2 separate regions of the Mus musculus genome follow, and region 2 is linked to region 1. The links are chromatin contacts, called in public Hi-C maps. All regions are on one chromosome and are shown on one strand. Each heading gives the region's core, a stretch centred on a gene start, on an enhancer-like site or on the middle of the called end of the contact. The rest is flanking DNA. Distances are from core to core; before and after follow the strand shown. Region 1 has its middle 6.4 kb from the start of Gm31545. Region 2 overlaps Il15 (interleukin 15).

Region 1 (3,264 bases), core at 383-2,882:
CAAGCATTCCCAAGCATGGAAGTCTCAGACTGTGGCAGCACCTTGTGTTGATGGTAAAGATACAGCAGCAACTGGCAAGATTCTGGGTAAGACTATATTCAAAAGCAATGGACTTAGCCTCTCAGACAGGAAGAAGTGCAGGGTAGGCAGTCCTAAGGTTGGCTGAGTCCACAATGCTACTGTTGAGGAGTCAATGCTTAGGTCCTTCTCTTGTCTGCCCACATCCTGATACCAACAGACCTGGGATGCTCTCAACCTTGATCTGTGAAACCAATCACTGGAGAGATGCAGAACTGACTGAAATGCCAAGAACAAGAGGCTGAGTGCTCAGCTCTAACTGGGGCATCTGCATTGCCTGTCCCTGCCATGAGCACCATCACCAAGGCTCAGGGAACATTGCAGAAGAGGAGGAGAGGATGGAAGAGCCAGAGGATGGGAGAGTGCTGAGAGATGCTGCCTTCTGGACAGGATGTGGCTGTCGTAGTCATGAAATCCCAGCAGCTGTTGTTACCAGTGCAAGACCTACTGAAGGCAAAAGCAACCAGAGGAGAGTTACAGCATAGAATTCAGATTAGTCAATGGCACCACTTGCTATGGAGCTATGACAATGGCTGGAGAAGGGAGGATCATTCTTTATTGAGTATGTGACCCCTGGTAGAATCCCTATGCTCCAGTGGATGGCTCCATGCCTATGTGTGAATAAGTAGCATTAACTGAACTCTTTGGTTATAACCAAACAAAAAAGACATGAAGTTGAAAACAGGTATGTTTGGAAGTATGGAGATAATGGAGTGGGTAGATAGAATGTTTTATTGTATCATGTACAAAATTCTCAAAAATAAAAAAAATAATTCAAGTGCTTTCTGCTTTTCTCTCTGTCCCCTTAGGCATGTTGTCAGAGCATCCTCTTGTGGTTATAGACAGCAATGAAGCAACAACACATTGAAAAAAAGAGAGCACATAATGCCACTGTCAGGAATACCAAGAGCAGAATTAGTCTGGGGGGGGGGAGGAGACCCCTAATAGCTTATCCAATACAAATACAAAGTTGCTAGTCATGGAATCATGGAATCATATGTAGACAAGTATATGTCCAACGTTATATGGGCTGAGCAAAGTGTGTTTATACATTTGGAAATATGTGTGTGTGTGAGAGAGAGGGGGGATAGGGAGAGGGAGAGGTGAGAGAGTGTCAGAGAGAGAGAGAGAGAGAGAGAGAGAGAGAGAGAGAGAGAGAGAGAGAGAGAGAGAGAGAGAGTAATGACAAAGAAATAGAGGCTGTGGATTTGAAAAAGAGCAAATGTTGGAGGGAGGAAAGAAGCAGGGGAAATATTTAATTTTAACTTCAAAATTAAATAGATAGATAGATAGGTAGATAGATAGGTAGGTAGATAGATAGTAGCAATAAAAGGGATTCCTAGGATGGCCATTTAAACCACTGCTCTTGAGAAAACTTCTGATCCCACCAGCTCAGGTTTGAGCTTTTAACTGCAGTCAAATTTGGTTGCTGAGGAAGAAGGAGAAATATGGGTGACCAGGTGACTAGAGAGCCAGATTAATGGGGAACCAGCAAGCAGTGGTAGCCCACAAGGTTTGGCTTCAACAGAATCAGGAAGACATTGATTTTGCTTCCCAGTGCCCTTGGCCTCCACTTGTTTAGTTTTGAGGAAGTGCCCTATCCTGTAGGGCTGTAAAAGGCAGCCTATTTAGGTTGAATGAGGCTTGCTCCAGCGACCCAGTAGGAAACTCTACAAGGGACAGAACAGTGACCCACATTTCCAGAGACAGATGCCTGACACCACAGAGCCCCCAACTCCATAATTCTGTGACGATAAGTCACATAGACAATGTCCCAAGCTTGTGGTATTCTGGCTAAACTCCACCCCCACATTTACCTGAATATAGCCAGGTATGTACCTCCCCATAGTTACCTGGCAACAGCAAGGTAGCCCAGCCCACTATAAAAGGGGCTGCTTGGCCCCTTCTCCCTCTTTAAGTTCTCACCTTTCTTACTCTCATCTGTAGCCCTCTTTCTCTCTTTCCCTCCCCCACCCTCCACATGGCCATGGCCAGCCTCTCTCCCTCTTTCTACCTTCTCTCCTTCTCTCTGCCTTTCTACAACAAAGCTCTAAAACCATAGACTCTCCCTGCTCATCAAGGTCTGCCATGCTAGAACAATGGCATAGGCTTTCCCCTAAAGAACCTCTTCTAACCTCCTGCCAGAAGGCCTTCCTGCGTTCCAGCCACGGACCAGACCAAGGTCTCTCAGCCGCGTGGGAATCAACCAGCACCCCCTCTTTCCCTGCCCTATCCTCCCTTCCACCCTGGCGCTGACCAAGCCTTCCCCGGGGCCCCCATTTTGTTCTTAGCTCTTCTGTGGTGACCAGTGGTGTCTGGGATGCCCGAGAGTGAGAATCTGTTATCTCTGGCCTCTTTGAGGCCCAGAGACCTAGGACTACCCTTTGTCCACCCCCTACCCCCCACCATGGGCTGGGTCCATAGCTTCCCACAGCCAGACACCCACCTGGGGCCATGTGGAAAGCATGTGGCAGTCCTCCACGTCTGTCTGCCCAGAGCACCAGAACTCTCTGGCAGGATGCAGGTTTTCCCCCAATCCCTTTATTCTCCCATGCCCACTGCCCCACACTACCCCCCCTTCTTGTGCCCAACTGTTCTATTGCCCATCTCTATACTGAATCTGTATGTCCTAATAAGAGTCAGGGTATGATTCATGACATGGAGGAAGAAGGTATACGCATAGCACCACATTACCACCCCTTGTTTGCAAATGTACACTCTTACACACAGTTGCTCAAAAGGGCGCTGAGATGCTCAGGGCTCAGGCCAGAGATAAAGCATCTAACATGGGGGTCTGGTTCATCATGGTATGCTACCTCTAAGATAGCACCTATGCTCAGAATTGTACCAACCACCCCATGTCACTCTGTAGCTTCTTGTTAAATAATAGAAATAGCATCTAAAATCTAGACAAGAGACTTCCTAGAGATGCTCCCCACCCCCATAGCCCCCACTCCCCACCCTGACCCCCTGGTGGGGGCTTGCTCCCAGGACTCAATGTGGGTGATCTTAGCCAAGATATCCAACAGTGGGGATATGGAACCTGAAGAGACCACCTCTGGTAGCCAGACAGGGCGCCCAGTGGAGAGATGGGGACACCAATCTACCTACAAAACTTTGGACCCCAAATTGCTCCTGTCTAAAAGAAATTCAGGGACAAAAATGGAACAGAGGCTGAAGGAATAG
Region 2 (3,323 bases), core at 252-2,751, 460 kb after region 1:
TCTAATATTTTATGCCACATTTTATTATAGAGTGGGCAGATTTGCAATTACAAAGAAAATGCTTTCATAAATGAAAGGAAATTGAAATACGGCAAACCCTAATCTCTAAATTCATTCGAACAGGGCTCTTTTGGTTTTCTTAATTCTCATTGCCAAGTATTTTAGAAACAATTCAACAGAAGAGGATAAGGGAACTTTACAAAACTAGGCTTGCTGTTGACATGCAATTTATCTACTGCCTCTTCTCACAAGAATATTAAAGATTAAATATATCATCTTAGAATTATAATGTCACAGTGTGAGTCCAATGATGATTTACAAATCTATAGTTTATAGCTTTAGATGTTATCTCTTGTAAAGCAATGCCCTAGTGGTTGCTTGTGAAGAAACATAAGACATAATTTTGCTGAGGTCTTGTTTGACTTGGCATGAATATACTTATCTTACTAACCTTGGCCTTTCTTAACCCCAGCCACTGTTATTTACCAACTAGGTCCTCCAAGCTGTGGATTTTAGTTCTGGAAGGCTAACATCAGGGCAGTTCTGCTGAACAATAGTGCCTATTTACTGATCACTCTCTCTGTGTATGGTTCTCTGCCAAGTTATGTGAGAGACAGACATAAGTAATCATGAAACTCTCCAGAGATGTATTATCTAATGGGGCAGTTAGTAGCTGTCAATCTAGAGTTGAGTACCCTTGGTGTAGAATGACTGACTTTAAATGCATTGTTTTCCTTCACAGACAGGCATCAGGACATGCTGCCCTTGTTAGGAATGTACTGGTTCATCCAACATCTTCTTCTCCTGTGTGTCTGGTTTTTATCCCTGACACATATGACTCAAATAGTCTGTTCAGTGCTGTCATTTAGAAGGTGATAGAATGGGTTTGAACTCAGGTCTCACTTTAGATTCTGCATTCTTCATACGAAGACTATTATTTGCTAGTAGTTCTCACAGGTAATAATCAACATTTATAAAAATGTGACTAGGAGAATGTAAACTTCCATAATTTATATATGAAAGCTATGTAAAACAAGAAATTACTAAAACTTACTAGAGAGTTCAGCAAGTTTACTAGAGAGTAAGTTTATGATATTTTTCAACAGTAAATTATCACTAGCTAGCATAATACATTAGTACAGATCATACAACATCTCCCAGCAGAGACACAACAATTCTCCATGACAAATTGTGGTTTGAAGACTGAATAGATAACACAGAACAACAACAACAACAACAAAAAAACCTGTCAGTACATTCTTAGTAATGAGGGAAAAAAAAAAAAAGCTAATGTCAAGCTCCAAAGGGAGTAAAGATAAATGAGACCCTTCAAAATTGGAGAACTGTATGCTTAAAAAGGTATAGTAAATATTGAATTTAATACAGAAATGTGAAGAAATATTCTTGGAAGCTAATGAGGATAGAACATTGTTTCAACCTTAAAGGAAGTGCTGAAGACAACGATAAGAGCATGTTTAGACAGGATACTTATGGTCTGCCAGATAGTGCAAAAAGGAGAGTGCTGTTAGCAAAAGTGTCAAGGAGGAAGTTAGATAACTGAGCTATTGTGGGTTAGAATAAGGAGAATTACTCTGGAACACTGGTTGGTTCTGACCCTTAAGCTCTCTATTTGCAAACAGTAGATTGAATTCATAGCAGTGTGATAGCATTTTGAATCATAGTATTGATGCTGTAGGATGGCTAATTATAAGCTGTAAAACAGCAATTCAAAAATCTACTAATAAGTACACCTTTATATATAGTCAATTCATGTAGAGTTGCAAGACTAACCATCACAATCCTACTTAATTGGAACAAGTTGCCTTCATCTCGGAACTAAAGTTTGTGTGGGCAGCTAGCATAATGCTCACATATTCTTGGTAGCTAAGTAAACTCTAGTAGATAACTAATGTGTGTTGGGGAGAGGGTGTTGCATGTAGCTTTCCCTACCTTGCCTAAGGTCTGGGAATGGACTGTGTTACCAGACCCCACCCAGTTTTCCTTGAATCCATGGATAAAATACATATACGCTGCTCATTTTCAACTTGCCTTTTGGCACAATTGCTGGGTACTATTATCTTCCACCTGGAAAAGTGTGCCCTTATTAATAGTCTTATCTCTGCACCTCCCACCTGCCCTAAACTTTAGTGGCTCAGATACATCTAGTCCCTAGTAAACATCCCTGACCACCCACCTGTGTGAGTGGCCATTCCTCCTGAGACCTCACATGGCTGTTTAGCTTTTCTCTCTCCAAAGCATGATGAGTTGTACCTGTCTCTTTTCCTCTAGGGACCTGGACGTCCTGTCTATTCCTCCTCCCCCGACCCCCAAGCCCCCAGCAATTGTCTCGAGGCTTCTTTACTGACAGATCAAGAACCAACTGGGGAACAGCAAAGGCCCCGGGGCAGGGGGGACAAAACACATTGTTGAACCCAAACTTTATCTCACTGTGTAAATCTATACAATGCACTTAATTTCTGTGTGTTTTCTTTTCTGAAAAAAAAAAAGAAGATGATTAGATGAAATTCTTGGGCTGCTACATCTGATATTCTGAAGAAAGAAAAGACTTGGCAATATATGCTGTGGTGGTCAACTATGACTTTATGTATGGTACTTCAACACTGAATTAGGGTCACCTCCAATATAATTTCTGTATTTCAAAGATAAGTTGTCTAAGGCCATGAAGCTACTTGAAGACAGAACTAAAATGTATATTCATGTTTCTTGGCTTCCCATCTCCTTCATAGTTCTGACAATGTTGATGAGGATCCAGATTTTATAAAAAATTCTTCAGCTTCAATGTGATAAAGCTACCATTATTTTAGTAACTTAATTGTGAACATGGTAGCCTTCATGAGAATATAATAGAAGATGGTGAATCCTCTATCATTGTTCAGAGAACAATCCACAGACAGAGATTCTGCCTTTTTAGAAACAAATTCTTGTAAGCAAATGTTAGGGGTATACTGGATGCTACTTGCCTAGAAGGCTATGGCCCGTGCTTACATGGGGATGATTTATGTTATGCTTTTACATGGCATATGAATTCTATAAAACTGTGTTGTACTTGTTATTGTTGGTGTCAATATGACAAACAATGCAGAGGGGGAAGTAGGAATAATTTTCTTTGATTCACAGTTTAGTTTAAAGTCCATGATTGGATGGCTGCAGTGTCTCTCAGCCTGTAGTGAGGCAGAAATAAGACAGAGAGCAAAGGTACAATTCAAGGTGCTAGGGGGCAGATAGCATAATATAACAGGAAGGGGTCAATTTATCTTTCCAAGGTGTTTCCTCAGTCACTTACTTCCCTTAACTAGGACCCA

What was found. Hi-C and Micro-C count contacts between places; a contact is called where the count stands out from the background.
Region 2: a contact with region 1 is called in a Hi-C map of the HPC-7 cell line, with 6 times the contacts expected there. The contact joins two enhancer-like sites. A contact is called at or near these places in 4 of 39 promoter capture datasets (the C10 cell line, HPC-7-derived erythroid cells, embryonic stem cells and 1 more) and 3 of 484 Hi-C or Micro-C datasets (the HPC-7 cell line, bone marrow-derived macrophages and uterus).

The regions. Positions count from the first base shown.
Region 1 is chr8:82,842,254-82,845,517 of GRCm38.p6, reverse strand. No RefSeq gene overlaps it. Among named protein-coding and RNA genes, the nearest start is that of Gm31545, 6.4 kb to the right of the region's middle. Within about 2 kb of position 1,632, at least 17 of the 459 cell types and tissues checked have an H3K27ac peak or open chromatin away from gene starts, as enhancers often do. A contact at or near this core is called in the HPC-7 cell line, where this site is marked.
Region 2 is chr8:82,385,994-82,389,316 of GRCm38.p6, reverse strand. The region is part of intron 1 of Il15 (interleukin 15); the gene reads left to right. Among named protein-coding and RNA genes, the nearest start is that of Il15, 15 kb to the left of the region's middle. Within about 2 kb of position 1,501, at least 19 of the 459 cell types and tissues checked have an H3K27ac peak or open chromatin away from gene starts, as enhancers often do. A contact at or near this core is called in the HPC-7 cell line, where this site is marked.